Regions from separate parts of the Mus musculus genome. Here regions 1, 2, 3, 4 and 5 are each linked to region 6. The links are chromatin contacts, called in public promoter capture Hi-C maps. All regions are on one chromosome and are shown on one strand. The core of a region is the stretch at or near the end of the contact, and the rest is flanking DNA. Distances in the headings are between cores, read along the strand shown.

Region 1 (2,700 bases), core at 2-2,501, 2.6 Mb before region 6:
CCCCAGCAGACTGCCCAGAGGGCAGCAGCTGGCGCAAGGAACCTGGCTGGAGAGACTCTACTCAGGTGAGCGCAGAGTAGTACATAAAGCTAGTCCGCACTGCCATAAATGCGTGTACTCCTGCGGCGCTCCCTAGCTTCCAAGCTTGCGGTAGGGAAAGGGGCTGGCGGCCAGAAGCGGACTTTCGGAGATTTGAGTCGTGCATTGGAGAGCAGATCTAAGAGGCGAGGGTACAGGTCTAAACCTAGTCCTCACTGGAAGGGGATTGCAAGGCAGAAAGGTTCAGAATATGGAGTCGGGGTACTAGGGAGACACTGAAGCCTCCTTTCTACGAAGTCAGGCCCGAAACTTTGGCAAATTGCTCTTTATTTGGAGTTGAGTGGGTACCCCTATGGACAACCATCCCACCTTCACCTCGTCGCAGAGACTGGTCCGGGGAGAATCCAGTAAATTGGCAAGCCCTGGCGTGGATCCGGTGAAAGTGGCTAGATCACTTTCCCCTTTGGCCCGACTGAACTTCAATCCCTTTGGCAAGGCAGCGACCCACCCCCCTGGTTACCAGGACAACCACTATGTCTGCTTTGCCAAAGGAGGGCTCAGAAGCTGTACTAGGCCCCCTCCTCTAGACGGGCAAAACAAAAGGCGGGGCTTCCTTCTGACCGCAGACAGACTAGTGGAGGGAACCTGGGCTCAGCGAAGGCGGGTCATTAATGTTCCAAGAGGTTCTGGATCCACTCGTGTCAAAATCTCTTACACTAGACAAAGGGCCCACTTTGCTAGAGTCCATATTCAGACAGGTGGGATTGAATCCGCAGCTACCCCCAGTCAAGGCTTCAGCTATAAGCTTTTATTTCAAATGCCATTACCACCACTACCCCCTCATTCCGCTCGCGCCCGCCCCATCCAATGTTCTATCCCTTTAAGAGGCCAGCTGCAAAGAGTGGATTGTTCCACTGACGACAGATTGTGGGGGTAATATCTCAGGCTGGTTAGCTCTGGTGGCTAAAACCAGCGGGAATCCCCATTCCAGGAGGTATTCAATCTCAGATACATAACTATGTTCCTCTACAGAAGATCTAAGGGTCCTCGAACTCGAAACGCAGCACTGGCAAAAAGGAAGAGAAACACACCCTCCCTACGAGGCCGTAAATTCTGCCATCCACCCACCTCCGAGGCAGGATTCTTAAAGGGCCCGCGGGCCTCGGGGCGGAGCCAACAGAGGCTCGAGCTGGGGCAGTGCTTGGGCGAAGGGCCGGATCGGGCTTGGTTGGTACCAGGATGGCGGCGGCCCTGGCGTGGGTCCTGGTGGCGCCTGGTTCGAGGTGAGGGCGGGCGTCGCAAGCCTGGTGACTCTCTTCCTGTGAGATGGGCTCTGAATCTCTAGGGGCGCCCTCATAAGTGACCCAGGAACCCCACCCCCACCCGGCTGAACTCTGGCCCCACGTGCGGGGCGGGGGCGGGGTCCCGCACAAAGACCGGAGTGGAATACTCTTTACCCGGGACCCCTTGTGCTGGGAGGTGAGGGTGTGGGCCGGTCGCGAAGTGCTCACACAGATTCTTGGTGGCTGTGGTGGGAAGGGCAGGTCGGCGAGCACCGCGGTGGGAAGTCCGCTGCCCCTTTGTCCCCGGGGCGCCTCCTCCTATCCTAAGAGTGTCGGTGCCCGAGACTAAGTCCTGACGTTCTTGCTCTTCTGCTTGGCGCACATTGCACAGATACCAGTTCCTCTGCAGTGTACCTAACAGCTTCCCAGCTTCTGTATGCGTTGTGCCCCAAATGCTGTCTCTTCTCAGAATCAATTCTGAGTTCGTAATGAGGGTGGGGGACATGGGGTGTTCAGAGTGTTTTAAAACTATTTACTGTATGGTATACAGGCATGTAAGTGACTCTAGCAGTGAGTCGGTAGCCTAATCAGTCCCTTTTTCAGAAAGGACATGGACCTAAAGGAGATTCTTGCCCAACCACGGGCAGCTCCCTGCTCTAGAAAGAGCTCTGTGGTTTCGGTAAATTCCCTAAGGTCTTTTGCCTACCCATCAGCATCCTGCTATCTCCCAAACCTGTTACAGCCTCGGCCATCTGAGCAGGAGCATGGTGTGCCGCACAGTATGGGTTTGGGGAGTTTATGTGGGATGAAGGTGCGTACACATCTCTGGAATTTGCTAGACTGACTTGTTCTCTCTCACACTTTCTTCAGTTCCTGAGCTGCTACCAGGCAGGTAACACTTCCTGTAGCCCCCAGCATGCGGGCAGGACTAGGTCCCATCATCACACTGGCCCTAGTGCTGGAGGTAGCATGGGCCGGGGAGCTTAAGCCCACAGCGCCGCCCATCTTCACTGGCCGACCCTTTGTGGTAGCATGGAACGTGCCCACACAAGAATGTGCCCCACGCCACAAAGTGCCACTGGACCTTAGGGCCTTCGATGTGAAGGCTACACCGAATGAGGGTTTTTTCAACCAGAATATCACCACCTTCTACTACGACCGTCTAGGCCTGTATCCACGTTTTGATGCAGCCGGGACATCTGTGCATGGCGGTGTGCCTCAGAACGGCAGCCTCTGTGCACACCTGCCCATGCTGAAGGAATCTGTGGAACGCTACATCCAGACCCAGGAGCCTGGGGGGCTGGCAGTCATTGACTGGGAGGAATGGCGGCCTGTATGGGTTCGAAACTGGCAGGAGAAAGATGTTTACCGACAGTCT
Region 2 (2,839 bases), core at 282-2,781, 2.6 Mb before region 6:
GCTGGCTGGAGCGCCATCTAGTGGGCAAAAATGTCAAACAGGCTGAAGGTTTTTGTTTGTTGATTGGTTGGTTTGTTTTGGGTTTTGAGGGATGAAGGAGGTTGATTTTTCTGAGACAAAGTCTCACTATGTAACTCTGGCTGTCCTGGGATTCACTACGTAGCCCAGGCTGGCCTACTCAGTCAGGGAGCTGACTACCTCTGCCTCTGAGTGCTGGGATTAAAGGTGGGCGCTGGAATGCCTGGCCACACTTAGATTTTTAACTTTTTGTTTGTTTGTTTTTTTATTTTTATTTTTTGGCGGTCAGTACGAGGTGGAGCTAAGACGGGCTGTTATAAAGCACAGAGTGGCCTGGAACTTCCTGATTTGAACTTCTGATTCTCCTGCCTTGGTCTCCTGAGTTAGTTAATTAGGATTATAGATTTATGTTCCCACACCCCACGTATGCAGTCCTGGGGACTGAAGCCAAGGCTCTGTGCATGCTAGACAGGCAAGTTCTCAGCTATGAGCACTGCTCTGGCCTATAAACCGAAAGAACTAGAATCAGGTAAGATGGATATAATATATTGGGACAGGAGCAAAAATTGCTCTGTATTAGATGGCCAAGGAGGATCTGAGTGACTGAGCCTTGAAGGAGTAAGACTATTCCAGAAGAAATAAGGCAAGGGCCCAAACATGGTGGCGCATGCTTGTGATGCTAACACTAAGGAGGCTGACACAAGTGAATTAGTTCAAAGACAGCTTGGACTATACAGAGTTAAAGCCAGCCTGGCTGACATAGTCAAACCCTGTCTCAGAAAGCCTGTAGGAGGAACTCAGGGAAAGCTCATGAGGTTGGGACGTGGAAAACAAGCACGGTGGTGCACGCCTCAATCCACAACACTGGGGAAGCCGACCAAGAAGAAGGAAAGCTTAAACCAGCCCTGGCTCTATAGCGAGCTCCGTGTCGGTCTTGGCTATATAATGAGAATCCATCTCAAAGAGAGGATGGGGTTCTGGGGAGATGGCTCACACACAAACGTTTTTAAAATAAAAGAGAATGGGACAAAAAAAATGAAGCACGTGGGTAGGAGAGAGGGCGGGAGGAAGGTTCTTCCTGGTAAGCCGCTGTGGTCTGGTATTTTGGGAGCCAGCGCCATTCTGGAGGGAGGTATGTTAGGTGCACATCATTAGGACTCCTGGCTGCGGGCCTGAGCCTGGTAACGCATGCCTTAATTTCAGCACTAGAAAGACAGAGCACACAGAGGCCAGTGGAACCCTTTGATTTGAAGGCCAGCTCGGTATAAATAGGAAGTTCCACGCCAGCCTATGTCATAAAAACGAAAAACTGAAAGACTCAGCTGCTGAGACCGCGGTAGCTACCCTATTGAGGGGCTAAGACAGTGCAGCTGCAGGAGTTGCACACTCACAGCTGTGCAAGCCCTGGGGAGGTGTGGCGAGTGGGTCTGGCATCTGGGGCTGCTTATTGGCGGTGAGGTAGGCGTGGCAAGAGCGGTATCGAGACAAAACTACGCAGGCGCCAAGCTCCCTCGTTTCCATGGCGACGACGACTCAAGCGCTTCAACGGCTTGGCAACTGCCCTGTCCCAAGACTTTGGTCCTACCGCTGGACTCTGTAGTCCTAAGTGTTTCAGTTTTCCCTATTCGGGTTGCTTCCCAAAACCAAAGGAATCTTAGCCCCTGGCATGGGTGACCTGGAACTGCTGCTGCCTGGGGAGGCTGAGGTGCTGGTGCGGGGCCTGCGCAGCTTCCAGCTTCGGGAGATGGGCTCTGAAGGGTGAGGCAGCCGCCACAGGTGGAGTCACTGGTCTTTTAGTGGAGGAGCTTGGAACTGACATTGGAGAAGGGGTTGCCAGTGTGGAGGGGCCTCCAGGTGGGTAGGCAAAGCTCTCTGAGATAGAAGCGTATGGCCCCCGTGCCCCTCTGGCCCCAGGACAGGATCATGGTAGTCTTCAGTAGGATCCAACCCCACCCTCACTCCCGTTGCACATCTGGTCACCCAATGTACATACATCCCTTCGGGGGCAGGTGGAATAAGCAGCATGAGAGCCTGGAGAAGCTGAACATGCAAGCCATCCTTGATGCAACTATCAGCCAGGCTGAGCCCATCCAGGAACTGCTAATCAACCATGGGAAGGTACGTCCAGGTCCCAGGCAGGATTCCTGCCTTCTATTGTACCTCTTGGGGACACTAGGCAGCACCTGTTCTTCCTTCAGGCCTGGTACACCTAAGTGGGAAAGAAAAATATGTTTGTTTTATTTTGAGATAAGGTGTTGATCTGTAGCCCAGATGGCCATTAGCCTAACTGTGTCTGCCTCCCAAGTGCCGGGGCTGCAGGCATGCCTCGCTGTACCTGGCTGGCTACATTTCCTATTGTACCCTCAGTGGATGCGAGAGTGGATGGAGCCATGGATCCTAGGCTCCAGGGGGAGTGCTCAAGTGCTGACATGAGCCTGAATTGACTGTAAGGCCAAAGAGATCCTCTCTAAGGAGGAAGTGAGGCTTTCCAAATGGGGAAGGTAGCACACTAGGAGAAAGTAGAAGCCGGGAAAGATGCCTGGCTGGAGGCTGGGCCAAGGGCGGCCCTAGTTCTCCTGCAAGAGAAAGGCAGAGCTGGGTAGCAGGGATTGGTCTAGGAACAGGGCTCAGTAAAGGGCTGAAGTAAGAGTAAGGCCAGGTGACAAAGACCAGAATAAGGACAGGAAGAGCAGAGCTGCCCTAAAGTGGGGTATCCCTGGACGGAGGGTGGGGTAAGGTGCAAGAGGGCAATGGCAGTAAAGGCCATTCAGAGGAAACCCAAGAGAGTTGGAGACTTAAGACAGGCTAAAGCTGGGACAGG
Region 3 (2,917 bases), core at 116-2,615, 2.3 Mb before region 6:
CTATAGATTTTATAAGCAGATAAGCATTTATATAAGTGTACTACTAGTTAAGGAGCTAAATAAAATTCAGACTCAAAGTTTTTAGGGTCTCAATGCAGCTTAGGGCGCTTCAAACCTGACATCCTCCTGCCTCATCCTCCTAAACTTCAGGATTAAACTCCACTAAGCCTGGCAGTAGATTCAACCACTATGTTTCCTCAAGTTAGTATTTTAGTGCTAAGTTACTTTCCACATTGTCATTAGCTGTTGACACTTTCCCCTTTGATTCTCACAAGCTTAGTAATGTTAACTGTGACATATTTAGTCAACAGGAAGTTGAAAACTAACAATCCTAAGGCACAATCCAGAGTTCAGAAAATGACCTGGGTGATCAAGCGGATAAAAAAGAAAAAAAAAAAAACCTACTCCTTAACTTATATCCAATTAGTCTGAAATTAATAAGAATGCCTAGGGTGGGGGTGAGGGGGAGGAGAAAATATACAAACTACCTCAAGTATATGTGCTCTACAAATAAGGCCTTTTGTTTTTAATTAAGAAACGCAACCCCACACTTGAATTCATTAGCTCAACGTCAATTATAAAGTTAAAAGAAAAGCACATTATTAACAACGCCAAAAGGAATCTAAAGCACGAATATGTGGGAACATCACTCTCCTCCTACATTCGCCCAACCGGTACAGAACCCACCAGTCACCCTCGCCCACCTCCCGGTTCTACGGGCCCGTGGGCCAGGTTCTGAACTCTCGCACCTTCCTGGTTGGGTGTCTGGGTGGGCGGCCAAGGTTACTTGCAGGGCACAAGAGTTCCGTATCTAGTGATGTCTCTCAGGACAAGATCACAAACACAAGGGGAAAGAGAAAGAAATCTCTCCTGCAGCACCACAGAGCTGAGCGCCAGAACCGCTGCCACGCGCGGGTCCCTCGCCCCACAGCTGGCCGCTCCGCGCTGGGACCGGTAATTCTACAGCCGCCTCGGGCCCCGCCCCGGGCCCGCGACCGTTCCGGGGCGTTCCTGCCGCGAGCGGCGCCTCCCGCGACACACGACTGTTTTCGCAAGCGAGCGAGGCCGCGGCCGCCCCGTGTCTTCGAAGCCACGGCTGCTAGGCCGCGCGGGCCCGCGATTTCCAGAGCCGCCAGGCCCGCTGACCCCGTCCCAGAAGCTCGGGCACGCCCTCTCTCCTAGCCTGGGCCCTTACCAAAGCAGCGTAGCCGCCGCGGCCCGCTTCTCCTCCTCCTCAGAGGCCGCCACGGACCCAGCGTCCCGGAGACCGGAACTTCCTCCCGGTGGGCTCCGGCTTCCACAAAGGCGTCGCGCCACCGCCTTCAGCGCTGGGCCCGCCGGGAGATGAAGTACGGCCGCAAATCCCGCGGCCTCCTCTCCCGCCGTGCCCTGCGCGCAGCGGCTTTGACGGCTGGTGGAGCTGCTGCCCAATGGAAAGGCACGCTGTTAGCCACTGCCCAATTAGAAGGCACGCTTCTCCGCAGGGCCTGCCGGGAGTTATGGTTTGGCTTCAGTGCTGTCACTGCTTCTCTGGTGTTTTCCTCGCAAGTGTGCAAGGGGTCCGGGTGGCTTAGACAGCCTAGTGACACACCCTGCCAGGTGCTGGGGGACGGTCCTGCCTTGCCCCTTGGGAAAGAGAGAGATTGTCAGTTCGGGTGCAGAAAATGGGAGGAGATCTTTCCGGTCTTATTCCGTTACGGCAAAGGGCTGCTGGCTTTTCGGCTACATAAATAAGACCCCTTCTACCTAAGTCCAGAGAATAAATGCAAAAGTACTGCTTGAGTTGAAGTATTAGGACCCAAAGACTCGTCCTTTTTTACCTTCCGACAGACTTCTGGTCAAACACTCCAGGCGGAAATCATCCGTGTAAAAAGGTTCAGTAGCTCAACCCATTAAAAAAAAATAATAAAACTTGTTTCTACAGGTCCCGCTAGCTCTAGGCAATAAATGTAGACACGCGTGACTCGCCACAAAAACTGCACATCGTAATTCTAACGGAAAGAAAGCAAAGTAACTGTTGATACGCAACCTCTTCCAGAATCTTCCAGCTAATGATCTACCTGACTCCCAAGTTCTCAGGTAGATTGTCTATATTGTGAGGGGTTTGCTTATCCCAGCCACCTGGTGCCTTGTGTGTATGCCCTGGCGATATATGATATTGTAGCCTAATTCGATTCTTCAAGGTCAAAGAAAGACACTTGGAGAAACAGTTCATCAGTTAAAAACACTGGTTGCTCTCCAGAGGTTCAATTCCCAAAAACTACGTGGCGGTTCACAATCCTCTGTTCCTTCAGTTCAAAGAGATCCAATGCTCTTTTCTAGCCTCTGAGGGGACTGTACATATGTGACAAATAAAATATCAATAAATGCTGCTGCCATAAATGCCCACTGGAAAAAGCTGGGCATGGAGACAGGAAGTGATGGTGCAATACTTTAATCCCTCCACTCCAGAGGCAGAAACAGATGTACCTTTGAGTTCAAGGCAAGCCTGTTCTACAGAGTGAGTTCTAGTACAGTCTGGGCTACAAAAAGGAACCCCTGTGTGATGGTTTGCATATGCTCAGCTCAGGGAGTGGCACTATTAGAAGTTGTGACCCTGTTGGAGTAGGTGTGTCACTGTGGGTGTAGGCAATAAGATTCTTATCCTAGCTGCCTGGAAGTCAGTATTCTGCTAGCAGCTTTCAGGTAAAGATGTAGAACTCTCAGCTCCTCCTAAGTCATGTCTTCCTGGATGCCATGTTCCTGCCTTGAGGATAATGAACTGAACCTCTAAACCTGTAAACCAGCCCCAATTAAATGTTGTAATTTCTAAGACTTGCTTTGGTCATGGTGTCTGTTCACAACAGTAAAAACCTAAGACAGAAGTTGGTACCAGAGACTGGGGTATTGCAGTGACAGACCTGACCATGATTTTGTT
Region 4 (2,848 bases), core at 193-2,692, 2.4 Mb before region 6:
CCTTTTGTCTGAACCCATCGTCTCACGGAAGAGCTAGCACACTGCTTCAAAAGGCTTAAATTTTCCCCTAGGGGTGGGAAAGAGAAAAATTGCAAATTTCAGAGATCACTTAATTCAAGAACCCTACAAACTGGGATAGAAACTGTGGCTAATACTTAACAATGACTAAAAAGAGGAAGGAAAAGGAGGCTGTCAACACTAAGTCATAATTGTGTTAAGAAGCAGGAAGATGAAGGTCACTTTAACATATTAAGATCATATATTCAATAAGAAACTCAAGAAGGGTGAAGGCTTTAGACACCTTGGACACTCCCACTACAATTACAAAGCAAAAAGCTCCTGATTTTCATAACCAAAGCAACGCTATTTATTGAGATGGACAATGATTAAAGCATTCATCCAACTGTCTTCGTTAATATAAAATTCAACACTAAAATTGTAACACGATCTCAAATTTTTCTGACAAAAACTTAGAAGCTGGAATGCTGATCTGATTGAAATTTACATATATAACACATCGCCTGATCTCAATTTATTTCAGTAAGACAAGACCAAACCTTGACTCGGCTTAATATCTGTGTATCAATAACACCTATGTCTTGGACCAGCCCTGATCGACAACAGGCCACCGAGTGACCCACAGCCTTTCCCCGGCCGATTGGCCGTAATAAAACATCACACAGCTATGATGCCTGTGATGTCCCAGAAACTATAGTTACTGCCATTTCTAGAATCTGGTCTTTTAAAGCAAGCACTTAACAAACATTCGTTGACTTAAAAAATAAGAGACATCTAGTGGGTCAAGTTCCGGGGTCGAACGGCTACGGCTGTCCCTTGTTTTCGCCCGAGATGCCCGCACCCACCTCCCAGGGAGGTTGCCCATGCCCACCTCCGCGGGGTATCGCAGCCGAGATGGCGGCGCAACTGAATCCGGCATTCAGTCCATCTTTCTTATCTTCCATCCATCCCTCCCCACACCCATTCCCAACCACCTTTCGCACAGCGAGATTCAGTTGGAGACTCAGGGCGATGATGGCTTAAGAGACTGCCAGGCGCTCCACAGCTCCGCACGACAGGGGATTCGGGACAACGTCCCAGCAAGAGACAAACAACTCCAAAGAGGCGGGTCGAGGACCGGGCTAGGGGGCAACCTATGAAAGCCAGCAGAGCCAGAGGCGAGGAGGGGCGCGGCCCTCAAGCGCTTGCTTAGTTTAGTCTCTTCAAAGACTCGGCTGAGCGGTCACCTCTGGCGGCTGACAGGCAGACTTAAGGGACAGCACCAATTGCAAAATCACTGGGGTGTAATGGACGGCAGCCGCACTCACCCCCACAGAGGGAACAAAGCAGGAGCAGTAGCGGCTCTGCGCCCCAGAACCTCCTACAAGGTTCGGCCGCTCCACAAAATGGCGTCTCCACCGACCGTCTTCTCCTACCCACAGTCCCTCGCGCGTCGACCTTCCCCCACCTCCCATCCTACCCGCCTCTCCAGAGGCGTCCAATCAGCGAGGGTGCCGGTCTGCGCGAGGGCTGCCGGGAAGTGTGGTCGCCCAGGCAGCCTGTCACTATACCCTGCGTTAATTTTTTTGCGTATTTCATCTGCTCCATGACAAAGCTGCCATTCAGCTTCTGAGAACCCGGATGTGAACTTTACCAGCGCTTGACACACTGTAAAACGTATAATCCAGTTCGTAGAGAAGGCATACTACGGATTACTTCCCTAGTCGTTTTACAAACATACAGAGCTAATAATTCGGTAAACTGGAAACTGAACTAGCTTGTTTTCAGAAGCCATGCCAGCACTAGAATATGAACTCCAGAACAATAGGGATATTTTGTTGTAAGACCCTGCCACAAGCAAACAAAACAACAATAAAACCAAGCCTGTGAGATAGCCTCATCAGGTAAGGCTTACTGCCAAGCCTAAAACCCTGAGTTCCATCCCTGCAATTCACAGGATGGAAAGAGAACCACGCATGAGAGTAGTCTTCTGATGTGGCAAACATGGATGTGTGTTCAAATACACCAACAATAAGTAAATGCAAAGCAGCCCAAATTCAAACCAAATCATCACCCAACTACACATTAAAAAAAAAAATCCAACAAAACAGACAAAACCCTAGAGGTTCCCCCCCCCCCTCTCTCTGCTTTTTGTGGAGATATTGTCATCCAGTTGCCATAACTTGTCCTCTGCATATGTAGTTATTAGGGAGCAGATTTCCCTCATTTTTTTTTTTAATTTTTCTTCCCTTCCCTCCCTTTTGTTTTCTTTAGAAAGGGTCTCTATAGTTCTGGTTAGCCTGGAATTCACAATGTAGACTGACCAAGATCCATCTCCTTAGTGTGGGACTGTTTCTGACCCTCCAGTTTTCACCTCCTTCTGGGATTACAAGTCTGATAAGAATAACGGTGTGCAGGAATTAGGGTGACTGAAACTGGCTAGAAATGCCTGATAACACAGCTGAAGGAACACATACTCAACATCTTTCTTTTGTATCTATGTATTCTCAGTATACAATTATGTAAATGTTAAGATATGCCCAATTATGGTTGAGTATATATAACACACTTAACCGCAGAAAATATACATTTGTCTGCAGATCATAGAAACCACTTATAGCAGGGTGTGGTGATCCATGCCTATAATCCCAGAGGTAATTGGATCTCTGAGTTCAAGGCCAGCCTGGTCTAAAAAGGTGAGTTCCAGGAAAGCCAGGGTGATATAAAGAACTCACTCACTGGTTGCTGGGATTAAAGGTGAGCCACCATGCTGCCAATTCAATTTTAAACTCAAAAGCTACTCCCCTATCCCTAGACAGATTCCATCCAGGGATGAATGGCATCCTCTCAA
Region 5 (2,700 bases), core at 157-2,656, 2.8 Mb before region 6:
TAGTGAGATCAACTACTCCAAGCCACTCCCCCACCCCACCCACATCACTGTGCCATACCTCTAGGGAACCTTGAATATGATGTGATAAGTGGTTCTCCATCGTCTGTCCAGGGTGGGTCAGCTTATGAGCAAAGCTTGCCCCTTTCCACAAGAGGCCACCAACTCAACTCAAGGGGCCCAGTAGTCAAAAAACACCCTAAGAGGCTCATGGTCCCACCTCAGCGGGCAGGGGCCATGAGGAGGACAACCCTGCACTGAGCCTAAGGAAAACTTAGCCGCATCCCCATAGAAGGAGCTACCTGCAGGGGATAACTAAGAATTTAAGAGCATCCTTTGGGCCTAAACACAAAGCCCAAGCCAGAACCAGAGCGCACAGCCACACCCTCCTGCCTTCCGGGTACAACAGCTCTACTCACATTGACTCCTCCCCTCGCTCTTTGGGACACACCCTCAGTTTAGGTAGGTCAGCCTGTTTCCGTGTATGTGAGGCTAAGAGGACCACGAGTCTGACGCTAGAGGAAGAGTTTGAAAATAAAACAAGATGCCATGTGTAGATGTTTAATAGAGACCCCGGACACAGATACATCCACAGGTTTCTGCTGTTGGACCCTCCATGTCACCCTAGCCCTCAGAGAGATGGGTCACTAACCTTCAGGGCACACTTCTGGCCAGAGCGCCGATGGTAGCACTCCAGTACCTTGCCGTTCACACCCAGACCCAGCACTTGCTTGGACAACTGGTAGTCATCAGTCACCGCGTACTTCTTGGGTTCCCGTCGCACACCTGGGGCCGGAGCACCACCCAAGGCGGACCCGCCGAGCGCACCTGGCGGGGGCACAAGACTCCCCTTCTCCCCTGCTGTCTCGCCATCCATGGCCCCCACGGGGCGCTCGGAGGTAGCCCCAGCCTGGCGCGTCCAGAGGCACCTGAAGGAAAGGGAAAGAGTCACTCCCCACCGGGACTTTTTGGACACACCCCAGCTTTGGTTTCTCCAGAACTAGATTGACTGGGCTCCTGGCCCAAGACAAGCTGGAAACTGCCTGAGAGTACTTACGTACAGCAGGGGGAGGTGATCCCTCAGCCCAGGCACGTGTCAAATTAGGAAGGAGTCCGGCGCTGTATAGCAACAAGGTCTTGAGAACCAGCCATACAGAGACCCAAGAAAGGCGGACCAGGCGAAGGCGCACTTGGTGGCAAAGCACTACACGAAAATCATGGTGCAGGCGAGAGTGGGCAAGAGATAGTGATCCCTGGAGTCCGCTGAGGACCGGAGCCCTGGACCCAGAGTCTCGCCGCCCGCGTCCCACGTGACCCCCCACCCCCGCTTCTCGTCGCGTCATTCAGACTTGGGGCCCCGCTAGGTCAACCTTAAAGGGCCAGGCTAGTCCGGGTTGGGCAGGCCAGGGCAGAGCCCCTGGCAGACTCCGCCTCTGAGTCGAGACAAAATGGGGCGTGGCCTCGTCAAGTTCACTGTAACTTTCGCAGCGCCCTGGGACACCGCTAGGAGCTCCTTCAACTGTTGTACCAGCCTCCTCGGATTTTATCTGTGATCTAGAAAAGTTACAGCGCAAGACATTTTGTTTCTCTTGCGGGCTCTTGAGTGAAGTGTTCTTTTTGCTAGCTGCCAGGGGGCGTTTTAGACTCCCAAAATTTCCAGGTAGCTAAGTGTTTCAGAATTCAACTTTTTGAATGTTTAGTCAGCGTGCCCTGGGAATTGGCATGTTGTTGTCTAACCCGCCACTCATTTCCTGGTTTAGGGCATCTGTCTAACAACTGGCTAGCTTTCCTTTCTATGCACTTCCTGACTAACCTTTTGACTTTGCAATTCACTTGTCATTCCAAATAAATGTATTGGGCCACATTCATACTTCCCTGGACCACTTACAGCCCGTAGCCGTAAGTTGAACACACTTGGGACGCTCTTGAATCAGAAATCTCGATTTCCCATTTGGTCAGCTGCATCAACTTTTCACCTCGTGATTTGAGCTTTAGGTTCTAAGAATCTCAACTAATAAAAGTTCAAGTTCTGGCCATGGTGATGAACACCTGTAATTGCAGCGCGAGGAAGGCTTAGGCGGGAGGATTGTGAGGCTAACCTAGGTTACATCGTGAGGCTATGTTTTTAAAAAATAAAATTAGCTGGGCATAGTGGCCTATGCCTTTAATCCCAGCGCTCTGAAAGCAGAAAAAGACGGACCTCAGTGAGTTCGAACCAGCCTGGTCTGCAAAGAGAGTTCCAGGACAGCCAGAGAAACTCTGTCTCGAAAAACCAATCAATCTTTTGTTTTGTTTTTGTTGTTTTTTGGTTTTTTGAGACAGGGTTTCTCTGTGTAGCCCTGGCTGTCCTGGAACTCACTCTGTAGGCCAGGCTGGCCTTGAATTTAGAAATCCGCCTGCCTCTGCCTCCCAAGTGCTGGGATTAAAGGCGTGCGCCACCACGCCCGGCTCAATCAATCAGCCTTAACATTAAAATCCATTTCTTCCATCCAATTCCTCTATTCGCTTTAAATTTTTCCCTTCTGCACTTAGACCTTCACCTTTTAGCCTATCATAGATATTTTGAGCCAACTTTCCCACAAGTCTACAGAGCAGGCGGCGCCACAGGCAAGCCCTCTGAGCAGGTCTCTGCTGCCATCTACAGACTATATTCAGAACTGCAGCCACCCGGACCTCTGTCCCACCCAAAGGAGGCTGTGTCCG
Region 6 (2,700 bases), core at 181-2,680:
ATTTACTTTATGTTGCTTATGTCTGTGGGTGTGAATGTGCCATGACAAGCATGTCATTCCAGGCTGCCTGTAGAAGTCAGAGGACAAGTTAGTTGGTTGGTTCTCTCCTTCCATTGTTCCAGTTCCAGAATTGAATTTAGGTCGTCACTATTGGCATTACCCGCTGAGCCATTTCACTGCCCTGCTCCATTTTGTTGTTGAGACAGGGTCTCTGTATGTAGTCTTGGAACTCACTATGGTAACAAGCTGGCCTAAAAGTCAGCGACCTCCTGAGTGCTAGGATTACTACCACCCAGAATTAGGTATGGGTGATGTATGTGTGCCACAGTACACAGTCAGGGTGTAACTTCGTGAAGAATTTCACCTTCTACTTTTATGAGAATTCTGGGGTTCCAACTCAGGTTGCCAAGCTTTTTAAGAACTGAGCCAAATACATAACCTGAGACAACTAGTCTCTTTTGTTTGTTCAGGCAGGGAGGGTTTCCTGTAGCCCTGGTTGTCCTGGCTTTCAAGCTCTATGTACATCAGGCAGGCCTGGAACTCAGAAAACCTCCTGCTTCTACCTTATGGGATTAAAGGCGTGCACACTACATCTTCTAGGCTATCTCCATTTTTTTTTAAGGTCTATAAACTCATCACACCTCCTCACTTGGAGCTTCGTGAACATATCATGTTCACGTTTCCAATACAGCCAATACATTGTTTACAATGTAAACTTTCAGCCTTCATATAGCCTTCAAATGTAGATAAAGCGTCCAGTTCCCAACGCGGATGATAAAAACACCAGGTTGAAGAGAGAGCTACAAAAAAAACCGTTGGGTAATTGTGATCACTTGTTCACTCAGGGACTGGTTTTCTGGAATACTTTTAAAGTGATGAATTTGAGAGAGTGCGAATCACAAAGGAAGATAATGTCCAGGTCGCAGAAGTAGCTGGAGCTAGGCCGACTAAGCAGAAACCATCTGATGTGGTTCGAGAAACATTAATGAAGCCCCAAGAAAGACTAGGTCTTTAATGCAGGTCCCCAAACCGACGCGGCCTCCGGGACTAGCAGGAATTGCTTACTAGCGCTCGGGGGCGGGTACGCGGGGGGGTGGGGTGGGGTGGGGCTCGGCTCGCACTGCACACCCTAGACCGCTTTTTCTAGTAGAGATACAGAACCTCCTTGAGATTGTTGACCGCCTAACGAATAGACAAACGGGGCCCGGAAGAGTCATTCGTAGTGTCTACCAACAGCAGAGGCTGAGGCTCAGTTCCGAGAGACCAGAGGAAAAGGCGGGCAGCCTCAGTCCGTAGGGGACTACCGGCGTGCTGCGCATGCGTACGCCCGCTCTCAGTGCCTGTTCGTTGCAGCTTTAGGGTCCAGAAGGGGCGTGGCCGCGCCTCGGCGCCGGAAGAGGGTTGGCTGGGCGGGGCTAGGAGGAGGAGGAGGAGGTGGCATCTGCGCGCGCGCGCGCGGGTGCGAACGGGAAACGCCGCGAGGGCCAGGCTAGGCCGGGCGGTAGACACGACGGACGGTGACTATGGCCGCGACAGCGGGTGGCGGTCCGGGAGCAGCAGCAGGCGCCGTGGGTGCAGGGGGTGCGGCGGCGGCCTCCGGGCTGGCCGTGTACCGGAGGAAGGACGGGGGCCCGGCCAGCAAGTTTTGGGAGAGCCCGGACACGGTGTCCCAGCTAGATTCGGTGCGAGTCTGGCTGGGCAAGCACTACAAGAAGGTGGGTTCGCGCGCGCCCGTGGGGACCGAGGAGCCACGCGACGGGGGCTGATGGTGGCTGCCCGCTTCGCATGTCTGGGGCCGCCCCTCCCCCCCCCCCTCCGCGCGCCACGAGGGACAACAAAGGCCGGCTCGGCGCTTGCCACGCCCCCGCGGGCGACTAGGCACGCGGCGACCTGGCCCCAGCTGCTGGCTCTCTGGGGCCCACGTACTCGCGTGGGAAGCCCCATCTCACTCTCTCTTATGTGCAGGAGAGGTGGAACTGGACAGAGTCGCAGAGCGTGTGTTTCTGTTCTTTTGTTAGCTGCCTTAGGTGTGTGAACAAAGAGCCCATCCTAATAAAAGTATCTTGAAGTTTTGTTTAGAGACCAGTTGTTGAGCGTCTAGGTAACTAAGGGCTTGCTACCCTATGTGGATTAGTAGGGGACCTTGGATGACTGGCCTTGTGGATTCATGTAGGTTTAAACCTTGTATTGTACAATTGATATAGAACTATTAAAAGTGTTGGTTTTCCACTTCATTGTACTTTAGGTGGTGTGTAAGGATGTGAGTACAAGCGAGAGTTAGGTTTTTTTGTTTGTTTGTTTTGTTTTTCGTAGCCCTGGCTGTCCTGGAACTCACTTTGTAGACCAGGCTGGCCTCGAACTCAGAAATCCTCCTGCCTCTGCCTCCCAAGTGCTGGGATTAAAGGCATGCGCCACCACACCTGGCGAGAGCTTAGTTTTTATCATATATATATTTTTTGCAATGTTAATTTTTTTGGGAAAAGTGTGTTTCCCGTACTTTAGAATGCAAATTCTGCTGAGTCAGTTGTTTTACAAAAGTCGTGAATTAACCCTTTGTTGACACTTTAAAAAGAATTACAACTATTTACTTTGGAGGGGTACACACAACTCCTGTTTTCATGTCCACTTAAGCAAATCAATTCTCCTCGAACACCATACTGGTCCAGGAATTGAACTTAGATACTTTTTTTTTTTTCAGAG

The links. Promoter capture Hi-C pulls out the DNA fragments that hold promoters and counts their contacts.
Region 1: a contact with region 6 is called in a promoter capture Hi-C map of pre-B cells, with 3 times the contacts expected there. The contact joins the promoter of Hyal2 here to the promoter of Smarcc1 in region 6. A contact is called at or near these places in 3 of 39 promoter capture datasets (the C10 cell line, liver and pre-B cells) and 1 of 9 other capture datasets (adipose tissue).
Region 2: a promoter capture Hi-C map of pre-B cells shows a contact between it and region 6, with 2.9 times the contacts expected there. The contact joins the promoter of Zmynd10 here to the promoter of Smarcc1 in region 6. A contact is called at or near these places in 3 of 39 promoter capture datasets (erythroid cells, liver and pre-B cells) and 1 of 115 datasets of contacts at active chromatin or transcription factors (large pre-B cells).
Region 3: a promoter capture Hi-C map of pre-B cells shows a contact between it and region 6, with 8 times the contacts expected there. The contact joins the promoter of Rbm6 here to the promoter of Smarcc1 in region 6. A contact is called at or near these places in 2 of 39 promoter capture datasets (liver and pre-B cells).
Region 4: a contact with region 6 is called in a promoter capture Hi-C map of pre-B cells, with 9 times the contacts expected there. The contact joins the promoter of Rbm5 here to the promoter of Smarcc1 in region 6. A contact is called at or near these places in 4 of 39 promoter capture datasets (the C10 cell line, hippocampal neurons, liver and 1 more) and 1 of 9 other capture datasets (adipose tissue).
Region 5: a contact with region 6 is called in a promoter capture Hi-C map of pre-B cells, with 3 times the contacts expected there. The contact joins the promoter of Mapkapk3 here to the promoter of Smarcc1 in region 6. A contact is called at or near these places in 1 of 39 promoter capture datasets (pre-B cells) and 1 of 484 Hi-C or Micro-C datasets (CD4 T cells).

Annotation. Positions count from the first base shown.
Region 1 is chr9:107,567,912-107,570,611 of GRCm38.p6, forward strand. Hyal2 (hyaluronoglucosaminidase 2) reads left to right here and starts at 1,252. Exons shown (of 4, transcript NM_010489.2): 1 at 1,252-1,322; 2 at 2,193-2,700. The coding sequence starts at 2,239.
Region 2 is chr9:107,545,773-107,548,611 of GRCm38.p6, forward strand. Zmynd10 (zinc finger, MYND domain containing 10) reads left to right here and starts at 1,532. Exons shown (of 12, transcript NM_053253.4): 1 at 1,532-1,776; 2 at 2,028-2,136. The coding sequence starts at 1,685. It overlaps Gm34106 (predicted gene, 34106), which reads right to left. Exons shown (of 2, transcript NR_168657.1): 2 at 1,796-2,227.
Region 3 is chr9:107,871,454-107,874,370 of GRCm38.p6, forward strand. It overlaps Rbm6 (RNA binding motif protein 6), which reads right to left and starts at 1,366. Exons shown (of 21, transcript NM_011251.3): 1 at 1,196-1,366.
Region 4 is chr9:107,769,560-107,772,407 of GRCm38.p6, forward strand. It overlaps Rbm5 (RNA binding motif protein 5), which reads right to left and starts at 1,443. Exons shown (of 25, transcript NM_148930.3): 1 at 1,326-1,443; 2 at 2-67. The coding sequence starts at 18.
Region 5 is chr9:107,288,471-107,291,170 of GRCm38.p6, forward strand. It overlaps Mapkapk3 (mitogen-activated protein kinase-activated protein kinase 3), which reads right to left and starts at 1,407. Exons shown (of 11, transcript NM_178907.3): 1 at 1,055-1,407; 2 at 650-926. The coding sequence starts at 874.
Region 6 is chr9:110,130,594-110,133,293 of GRCm38.p6, forward strand. Smarcc1 (SWI/SNF related, matrix associated, actin dependent regulator of chromatin, subfamily c, member 1) reads left to right here and starts at 1,431. Exons shown (of 28, transcript NM_009211.2): 1 at 1,431-1,715. The coding sequence starts at 1,524.